3 separate regions of the Zea mays genome follow, and regions 2 and 3 are each linked to region 1. Evidence: chromatin contacts called from public Hi-C data. All regions are on one chromosome and are shown on one strand. Each heading gives the region's core, a stretch centred on a gene start, on an enhancer-like site or on the middle of the called end of the contact. The rest is flanking DNA. Distances are from core to core; before and after follow the strand shown.

Region 1 (3,493 bases), core at 554-3,053:
GTCCCGGAGCCGCTGCTGATGGCCGTCCGACAGGGCAAGGATGTGCCCTCGTGTGCCGAGGTCAGCTGTCACCAAGGCTGCCTCGAGCATCTGTCGGCGCATCTCCCGCACTCTCCGTCGTGCAAGAAAGCCACGAGCAGCAGCTTGTATGCCCACAGCCGCCGACGTCTGGAGCCGTGCGGACAACGCCAGCTGGTGCTGCTCATGTTGCACTGCTATTTTGATTTGCAGCAGCCCTTGCTCAACCTTCTGGAGCGTGGCTTGTATATTTGCGAGATCAGCCCTTATGTTGGTCCACAAGTCTCCCATCGATGGAGCTGATGATTGCTGAGCCGTGGCTGCCCCAGGTGGCGTCGCCCATGGGGACGGAGACGCCGTCAACAAAGAGATGTGACAAAATTAGGCGTTGTTCCTGGGGATGGGCACGTCGGCGTCTAGAATATGGTGACAAAATTGGCAGGCAATACTGTCCATGGAGATAGGGACGCCGGTTGCCAGGATGGCGTGATGAAGGTGGCATGCGGCGCAGCCCATGGAGATGGGACGTCGGTTACCAGGACGGCATGACGAAGGTGACATGTGGCGCAGTCCATAGAGATGGGGACGCCGGTTACCAGGATGACTCCACGAAATTGGCAGTAGAAGCCATGGGATCAGATTGAAACTCAAGCTCTCTGATACCAGATGTTATGGTCGCTAGATCGGTGAGGGATCGGAGAGGGATATCGATGGGCAGGAACGTCGGCCGGGGGCCTCTGCCCACGGTCGAGCAAGTGAAGGGTTTCCCCCTTCTAATTTTTGTCTACTTTATTTCTCATCCATTGATTACATAAATAGGCCAGTTGGTCGCCCCTATCTAGCTAGAGATCCTTATCTCCTTAAAACTCTCCTAAAACCCTCAACAAACTAACTGACAAACTTCCTAGATAATCTCAACTAATCTTATAATCTTATCTAATCTTCCTTGAGGACCCATGACTGCTGCTACCGCAGCCCCCTCTATGGGCCTCTTAGGCCCTGACAATCATTATCATTAGAACATGCCGTTTCAAGAAGGAGACGGGCACACTCTACCTATTTTGCATAGATTGAAGTCCGATTCGTACTTGAAAATTTGTTGTAGGCCTATGCCTATGTTCTTGACTTGGACCTCGGCCATCTTTCCCTTCCTGAAATCATACCTGCGATGCGATCCGAGTCAGGCACATGATTTGGATGATGAATGCAAATTCAGTAACTACGCAAAAGAATGACTGGATGAATGCACAAAGTCGTCATGCAGCTACTAGTTGATTACCACATGACTCTGTAGAAGCTGCAGAAGAAGGCGACATCAGAGGAGTGGAGGACACCGTGGATCACCGCCCGCCTGTCGTGCTCGTGGAGGTCCTTCAAGCTTATTGTCATCTTCTTCGTCCATCTTCCTTCTCCGTAGTTAGCCATCTCCCACACCTCCAGCACCTCCTCGTTCACAGCGCCAGCTGCGTGCGTGAGCACCAGCAGGCACAGCCTCCCCTCCACGGCGCCAATCTTCTTGCGCGCCCACGGATTGTCCATCTGGTCCACCTCCTGCGGCAGCGCGATGAGCCTCCACTTCACGGCCTCAACGTCGAACGCGAAGACGTCCTGCGCGCCCGTGTTGTGGTCGGACCAGCGGAGCCAGTGCATCGCGCCGTGCGCGCGCACGGCGGGCGCCTGGGCCTGGAGGGAGAACGGGCCGAGCGGCACGTGCGGAGCTTGGCTCCACGCGAACTGTCGCGAGTCGAACACCTCGCAGCGCAGCCGGTCCCCCGGCTTGACGACTACCGATCGCGAGAAGCGGACGATCTTGAACTCCGCCCTGGTGGCACCGGAGGGCCGGGCCTCCATGGCCACAGCCACCGTGTCGAACCGCACCCGCGGGTTCGGCAGCGCCCGCCACTGTCGCGTGGCCGGCTTGCACACGTAGTAGCACGTCGGCCGCATCGCGTCGACGTCGACGCAGCACACGAGGCCGCGGTGCGCGGCCACGGCCACGACGCGGACGTGCGCGGACGGCAGGAAGTCGAGCGAGATTGCCACCGCCGGCGCCGGCGGTGAGCAGGGCATCGAGACGAAGTCTGCGCGGTAGCGGTTGTGCGTCAAGCTCTGGACGAGGTAGCCCGACACGGCGGCGGTGCGGCTGCAGTGCAGCGGCGCGAACGCCGGCTCATACGTGATCCTGCGCCACCGGGTGGACACCATGCGGCATGTGGCGAGGTCGTCGAGGGGGACGCGCGTAAGTATCTCGAACACCTGATCCTCAGGTAGAACACCGACGCCGTCTTTCTCGTCGTCGCTGTGGTTCCCATCCACCTCCGGCGAGAATGACGATGACATTGCGGCTTTGCACCAACTGTTTTGTTCTAATCTACTGTACGGTATCTAATCTCTTCGGCGAACAACAGAACGAACGATGATTAGGGTTTATGGTGAGAAAGGCAGTTATAACAACTCGCCTAGTGCTAGGAATATGGGCCAGGCTTTTAGGACCAGCACGAGCACGGCTCGAAAATAGGAGCCCAAAACACGGCCCGGCACGAAATAATATGGGTCAGTCTAGCACGGCCCGAAGGCGGGCTTAGGCCGGACCTCATTTTTCGGCCCGTCGGGCCCTTGGCACGGCCCGCATAGATGGGCCGGGCTTGGGCCGGCACGGCCCAATTAAGCTCAATCTGTTTAATTTCTTTAATTTAGTAAGATATCGACTTTATATTGTTGTTATATTTGGAGTTTATGTGGTCAAATGATGCTAGAATTGTTTAATATCTTTAATTTAGTAAGCTATAAACTTTATATAGTTGTAATATTTTGATTTTATGTGGTTAAATATACGAGCCGGGCTTGGGCTTTAATTTAGTAAGCTATAAACCCGTTTGGCACGAAGCACGATGGGCTTGGGCTGGGCTGGCCCGGCCCGACCCAATTCCCAGCACTAAACTCGTCTCGTAGTTTTTACCTTCACGTTACCACAATCTTAAAGACTTTTTATATCAGTTAACATATAATAAAATAGAATTTAAAATTAATATTTTGGTAAAGTAACTAATAAAGTACATATTTTTTTTCTAAAAATCATAATTTTAATAGTTTAATTACACAATAATCATATAAATATATTTATCACACATCAGTTTTTGTCCAGAACCGACTGCACTCATCTATCAAATTTTGTACATCAAATCCACCATCTTCATAAAAAAGAACTGGAGTACTATGCAACAAACATTCTGTTCGAAAAAAACTCGCGGCCGCTGCTCAACTCACAAATATACCCATGCATGCATGCTGCTTCCGCGCTTGTCATCCATCTATGCGCCCTCTCCGCCTAAGTTCTAGCGCGATTTTCATATCCTCCCACAAGATGGCATTGAAGGAAAATCAAAACTAAACCTCTCACTATTTATTTTCTTCACTTTGCATAATTATCGGTTTAACATGTATTTTTAAAGGATTTTTTAAAGATGCTCTAGGG
Region 2 (3,493 bases), core at 601-3,100, 76 kb before region 1:
CCACCAAATACAGTTGAAGGTTCAATCAGAACAATTGAGCCAAAAATAGTTCATTAAAAAAAGAAAGTAAGCTAGAAGAGGATAACGTAGAGGGGCAAATTCTTCATGACCTAGAGGTGAAAGCTTTGGGTCAATTGAACAATTTCCAATATAGAAAACAGAAACCAAGAACAAAAATGAGCTTACATAAAATTCTTTTTTAACAACTTATGAATTATAAGGTATATTGGTGAAAACCATATTAAAAGCAGATTGTCAGAGCCTCTAAAATAAAATATGCCATAGTTATGACTATGTGCATGTATTCTTAGCATTTTGAACAGTAGTACAAGGAAATGTGAAAGAGCCTCTAACTGAGCCGGTTAAGTGGTTTGAGTAGCACTTGTCAGGTCCAAAGTTTGACTCTCTGTGGCAGTGAATTTCAATTTGGAGTTAAAAATTCCCATCGTATGTCTCACGTCAAAGCATAGATTTAAGACTCAACTCCGATTGCAGTCGTTGTCACATGGGCTACAATGCCATTGGCCCATTGGTGAGGCCAAAGTCGAGTTTTTTTAATGGTAAGGATATTTTATTCAAAAATATAGTAATCAATTCAGATTAACTAGATCTGAAACTTCTGAGTGAAAGAACTCCAATCTGAAAGTTGATGAAACAAGTTCTGTAAAACTAATTTTATACAACTTTATTTAGTTTCATCTATGCTGTTTTAACCGACCTGATTATAAAAATTTCATTGAAATCTGCAACTATCGTTTAAACTGGGATCTATAGTTGATGCTACCACTATTCATAATGAATCAACCATGACACATGAAACACTTGGCTGCCACAGCACACACAAAGTATAGATTTCAACACTCCAGTGGTACATTGAGTTGAGCAATGCAAGCTTAGTTCTAAGTCCAGCACTGCCACATCATTTGGTTCACTTCAGTGACAAATTGTCGCCTTTATAAATAAGGAGTTGATCTTTCTCATTCTATACTAATTGCTCCCAATTGACACCCTTCAAGTACTATGTCTCTCTGAATAATCACATAAAAGGGCCTGTTTGGATCCACTAGTGCTAATTAAGTGCTTGAGTGTATACCTCAAGGAGTGCTCTGATGGCGAGCTTGATGGTCTCCTTACCGGACGTCTCCTTGTAATTCTTCTCGAGAAACTCGCGCATGGAGTTGGAGTTGCGGCCGGTTGCGTTGGCCTTCCAAGCGGAGAAGGTCCCCGAGGGGTCAGTCTGGTACAGCGCGGGCTTCTGGGTGTAGGGATCGAAGCCGACGATGAGCGTGGAGAGGCCGAAGGGGCGCACCCCTCCGCTCTGCGTGTACTTCTGCTGCAGGCCGGCGATGTAGCGCGTGATGTACTCGACGGTGACGGGGTCCTCGACTGTGAGGCGGTGGCTCTGGCACTCCACGCGAGCGCGGTTGATGAGCACGCGCGCGTCGGCCTTGAGCCCCGCGCACGCCAGCGCGATGTGGGTGTCCAGGCTCGCGATCTTGCGCACGGACCTGCGGAGATTTTTTGGGGGAGGATTTGGGTGAGGCGGCGCCCGGGGTCAAGAGATCTGGTGGATGGGAGGGAGGGGGAGGTACCGACGGACCGACCTGGAGTCCTGGAGCTTGGGGGTGGACTTCTTCTCGACGCCGAGGACGACGGTGTCGACACCGCGGACGCCGACAGCGGCGTTGCCCTTGCGGACGGCCTCGAGGGCGTACTCGACCTGGAAGAGGTGGCCGTCGGGTGAGAACACGGTGATCGCGCGATCGTAGCGGGCCATCCTGGCCTCGTGATTGAGTTGTCCCCGGCGAGAGCGAGCGTCCGGCGAGGGTCTTCTGTCTGTGCTGGGTGCGTTGGTGACTTCTGAAGTCAGTTCAGGGAGGCCGGAGGCCTGCGTTGCTTTGTTGCGGCCGGTGGCGGCGCGTTCCTTCGATTTTCTTGGGCGACACGATGAAATACAAAACCGTAAACTTTTGGCAAATATCGAGCTGGACTTGTTAGCCTTTGAACATTGTCAACCTAATACAAGTCTTTTCTCTACTATTATAATTATAACCCGTTTTTCTAGTTTCCACGATCGCCGTTTTTATAACACTTCTGTCTAACCAACCCGCTGTCCATCTTCTGTCGCGCACCCACCAGATTTGCAATAATCGTCTTCGTAGTCGTAGTCGTCGTCGTCTCCACACCAGTTATACCCCACCAGTCTCCGAACCTCCGCGCGTACAACGACCTCCACAACAGCCGCAAGCTCAAGTCGTGTCCCAGCATCCTCCCCTTCCCCGCGCCGCCTTTCACCGTTGCCCCACATCTCCACCCCGTCCCACCACACGACACCCTATTAGTAATTCCTCTGTCCCCTGCTCCTGTTGGTTTTTGTCGGTTCGTTCCCCTCTCCATGCATATAAGATCTTCTCTGCTCTAATCTCTGGTAGCTGTTGATCGATTAGAGCGTGGCGTACTGTTGGTACTTGATTTCAATCCCTTTAAGGTACCAAAAATCAAGGCAATATAAGGTAAATATTAAAATCTTCGTCCTTTGGTTTAACAGCGCGAAGGACGAAGGTCTTTAGGAAGAAAGGCAAATAATACAACATAAAATGAAACAACGTCCTAGAGTATAGTATGAGATTCATCTCGTGTGTTGGATACTTGATTTTAATCCCTGAAGGTGTTAGAGACTCAAGGCAAGACAAGTTAGGAATGGAGACCTTTGTCCTGGGCTTAAAATTTTTTAGAGTGTTGATATGAAGGACCAAAGTCTTATAAGAATGTTAAAAGAAATGACGTGTAATGGAATAACACAGTAAAATGTCTACTAGAACTTATCTCCTTTGCTTTAGCATTTTCATTATCTCCCATTACACTAGACAAATTTACAAGCGTACCTTCGGCTCCTTGATAGAGGGAGGTACGAAGATTCTTCGAATGCTAAGAGGCATGCAGCTATTGCCCTTAAAAAGGTACTTTATGCAGAGGATTGTTCATATATTTATAGGGAAGATGAACCGCCTTTGTACAAAATTACAATCGCACCCCTGAGGCATTATACTCATTGTTTACAAAGGTAGTAGGGATATTACTGCCTTTTCCCTGTCTTCATATTTATTGCACCTTTGTCGCTCTTCATCCAAGATTTCTCCTCTGCCGAAGTTGATTGCTTCGATCCGCGTTCTTGTTATCTGTACACATAAATGAAGCTTATCTCCTCATAGTTTTAGCTGACAGATAGCTTCGTTCGACCATTATCGTACGCCTGAAATAGCCGAAGACCTGCTTCGTCTGACTTTTATTGTACACTTGAAACACAATTGTGTAATACAGATATTTTGAGGGCCTTCGACAATGTAAGCCCCTTGTAGGATGAGTTTGTTGTTTCATAACGAGCATAAGTTGTAAAAAATGTAACTGGGAAGCATTGTACCAAAGGTTCGAAAATACCTTCCTAAAGCGCGTTATGAAGTGGCAACTCCGAATAGTGGGACCCAACTGTCAT
Region 3 (3,493 bases), core at 699-3,198, 69 kb after region 1:
GCTTTACTGCAAAAATAGAAAAAGGGGCCGATGACAACAGAGCAACCTGAATCGCCTTGCAATGCGTTCATGAAATTCCAGTTGCCAACTTGTAACACATCATTCCTTCTCTAGCACCTATCCACAAACAAAAAGCCTACACAATATTCTCTTCCCATTGCTGATCACTGCTACTGCTCTAATCCTCTTCTTGTCAGAAAATAACTTAGATGACTCCTACCGATCAAGAACCGCAACCATGATGAATCATAGCAAGCTGACCATAGGATGATCTGGTGCAAGTTGTGCAGCAAGCAAGGTCGCCACTGCAATTGCCAAGGCAGATCGGAGCACAATGGACGCCGACCATGACGTTGTTGCCAGAGCACTGGCGTCACTTGCCTTCAAGGATGCAAGCCACACCGAATCTTCCAGTTGCTCGTGGCTTGGCCTCCGAGACGAATGTTCGGATTTGTCGCTGCAAAAATGTCAAAAGAAATATTGCTCGCGTAAGACCAGGTTTGCTTAATCTTGTAAAGCATGAACTTGTAAAGTTAATCTAAGCATCGGATGTGGAACCCTCTATCAGTCTGATGTGTTCCTTGCAGTCCCAACTCGGCAGTTGTGGTTTTCTAGTCACACAGCACACAAGGTGGCAAGGTGCCGAGTGGGGACACAAGGAAAAAGATGGGAAAGAGAAGAGTGCAAATCAAAGCTTCTTTGCTTTTCTCCAAGCCTAAGAATTCCGAATCAAGACCTCGGCATTCTCACGAAGTCTATATCAAACAATACCTTACAGCTCGAAATTGCAACTGAAGTTGAAACTGGAAGTGAAGGAATGATCTGATTTGGGCAAGGACCTGGTTGGAGTGGATTTGGGGCAGAAGGTGATGGTGTAATCGGTGTGGTTGCAGGTGAAGGTGGAGGTGGCGTCGTCGTAGGCGTAGCTGTAGGAGTTGGGGCACGCCGACTTGAAGAGCTGGGAGTACTGTGACGGGTGGCAGGTGTTGGGGTTGCCGTAGGCGCCGTTGCAGCAGTACTCGGGGCTGCCGAACGCCTCGCAGGCGCTGCGGCAGGCGCGGCCGTGGGCGGCGCGGAGCTCGTCGGGGCAGAGCCCGTTGAGGTCGACGAGGCACCCCGTGTCGGGGCATTCGGGCGCGGTGGCCCGCACGAGCATGGGCAGGTTGTAGCCGTCGACGAGGCTGACGTCGTAGAAGTCCTTGCCGCCGGCGCCGTCGAGCGTGAACTCGGCGAGCGTGGCGGGCGGGGACGCCCCCGCGCCGCGGCACTCGACCTCGCCGGAGCCGCAGTCGCCCGTGGCGCAGGAGCCCTTGGCGGAGGCGGCGTCGAAGTCGCAGCCGGAGCGGCCCCAGAAGCGGCCCGACCACCCCTGCGGCGCGTACAGCGCGCGCGACTGCCCCGGCGCCAGCGCGAAGCCCGTGGTCTCCAGCGGCGGCGTCCCCGAGCCGGCGAGCAGGCCCGGCCACACCGTGTCGCCGCAGCGGTTGCTGAAGGTGAACGTGGTGCCGCACACCGACCCTGCGCGCCGCACCGGGTTCCACCACCACCCCCACCCACCCACAAACCCAAGCAGCCCGTCAGTCCACGGCGGGCAAGTGGATCAGAGCCACCACATACGTACCTTGGAAGAAGGAGAGGATGAGGACGGCGATCGAGGCCGGCGTGCCCGGCAGGCGCGCCCGAGATGCCATTGAAGGAACTGGAGCACGCTGTTGGGAGGGACGCGCGAGCGCGAGGCGTGCTGGTGGTCGGGGAGCTCGGTTGTGAGACTGGATGAACGATTGGTGCTAGCTAGAGGGAAAGGGAGGAGCCGGGGCGAGGGCGGCGGTCGGCAGTTGGGGCGAGACGGAACATGGAGGTGGAGGAGGAAGTGGGCCCGTATCGACGGTATCCCTACCTCGCCTCGCTTGCGGAGCGGAGCGGAGCGGGGGATGTAGGGCTGGCTGCGGGAGCCGGGAGGCGTGCCGTGCGTGGCTTGCCGGTTTTATAACTGCCGGAGACGGCAGCAATCCAGTCAATTGAAACTGAGATGAGTGGTGGATTCCCTGTGTTTCGTTCTCTCGTCTAGTCTAATCTCATGGCTGCTACGAGCAATCAACGATTTAATTTGGAACGGTCCTATTCACCAGTGGTACGAAACGGATCTGGCGTGGTTCACCGTTCATTCATTTCGTGCGCGAGGAACTTGGCGAATTAGATTCCAGCAGAGAAAAATAGAGTAGTTTAGGCTAGAGATTCCGGGAGCAGGCAGGACCAGTGGCTGGCTGATGATTGCCAGTTTTTAGTTTGGCTTTCAGATGTAGCGAGCGCTGGTGACTGGTGAGCAGAGTAGCTGGTGGTGACGACTCGCCCTTGTCTGGTTCCGCTCGCTGCGTAACCTGGCGCTGTCACGCATCGGGACCGTACGTCAGGTCATTTCCTCATTGGGCGTTTTTTTTTATATGCATACTCCACTCCAGGAGGAAAGCCTCGAGCAGCAAGCAGCAGCTGCCCTGCTTCCCAAACCCCACGGTGGCCCGCCCGACGCCCCGACCGGCCTCGGCCTGCCTGCTACTTTGTACCATGTGCCCTCCACTCAACTGCATCATTGGCGACGGCGCGATGTGCCATGCCGACCGGCCGGGGAAGCCGCGCACCCCCGGTCTGTCGACTGTCTGCTGGTGGGTCAAGGACTCAAGGTAGTACACACACAGTACGTTTCAGCCGACGTTTGCGGCGACAACTGACGGACCTACAGATCGACGACGCGCCGTCTCGTCTGGCAGTGAGCTGACCCGTGTCGTATTAGAGCCTGAAATAGATGATAGAATGTATACATGACAATTCGCTTTGGCACCCATGCCTACCTCCGGATTCGGGCTCACATTCTGAGCAATGCAAAAACTGCAAAGCTCATAACATTCGTCTGCCGCAGCAGCGTCTAATCACCCTAACGGCCTAACCTCATTTGATCTAGTCCTGAAATTTTAGGTGAGGCTAAGCCGGGCACGGTTTACAAACAGGAGCTCAAAGTATAATCCAGCACACAAAAAAAAAAGACCCAGTGACACGGTTTAAACGATGGGATCCATAGGCAGCATGACACATTATGACTAGATGAGATGTGCTTAGGCTGACACGGCATTAAGTAGGCACAGATTAAAAAATTAACGTTTTAATGGTTCTTTTATGTTCAAATAATTTTTATCTCTTTATAAAAGTTATAGAAAACATTAATACTTATATTCATTGTTGGGGGCCTTGTATGTCGAAGATCGGAAGATCACTTGCCTAACATTTGGCTTCGTCGTTAACAAATGTATTTCAGGAATGTCCTCACAGCCGGACGAATCTAGACTTCGACAAAAGCAGCGTACAAAAGTGTTTCGTCCATACGCAAGCAACAGAGATAATGGCAGAAGGCAGTGACTTCGGCCACAAGTCGAAAGAAGAAGATAGCTGGTTGATGAAGGCCGGAACTCGTGGAGTCAAGAATGAAGAAAGTACATTACTG

The links. Hi-C and Micro-C count contacts between places; a contact is called where the count stands out from the background.
Region 2: a contact with region 1 is called in a Hi-C map of tassel, with 2.5 times the contacts expected there. The contact joins the promoter of LOC100193583 here to the enhancer-like site in region 1. A contact is called at or near these places in 4 of 25 Hi-C or Micro-C datasets (ear, leaf and tassel).
Region 3: a Hi-C map of tassel shows a contact between it and region 1, with 2.1 times the contacts expected there. The contact joins the promoter of LOC100273071 here to the enhancer-like site in region 1. A contact is called at or near these places in 2 of 25 Hi-C or Micro-C datasets (ear and tassel).

Annotation. Positions count from the first base shown.
Region 1 is chr4:223,452,236-223,455,728 of Zm-B73-REFERENCE-NAM-5.0, reverse strand. No RefSeq gene overlaps it. Among protein-coding and RNA genes, the nearest start is that of LOC103654649, 4.4 kb to the left of the region's middle. Within about 2 kb of position 1,803, at least 3 of the 20 cell types and tissues checked have an H3K27ac peak or open chromatin away from gene starts, as enhancers often do. A contact at or near this core is called in tassel, where this site is marked.
Region 2 is chr4:223,528,609-223,532,101 of Zm-B73-REFERENCE-NAM-5.0, reverse strand. LOC100193583 reads right to left here and starts at 1,850. Exons shown (of 3, transcript NM_001138690.1): 1 at 1,605-1,850; 2 at 1,094-1,508. The coding sequence starts at 1,777.
Region 3 is chr4:223,383,529-223,387,021 of Zm-B73-REFERENCE-NAM-5.0, reverse strand. LOC100273071 (putative thaumatin domain family protein) reads right to left here and starts at 1,948. Exons shown (of 2, transcript NM_001147520.1): 1 at 840-1,948; 2 at 1-457. The coding sequence starts at 1,544. The coding sequence ends at 374.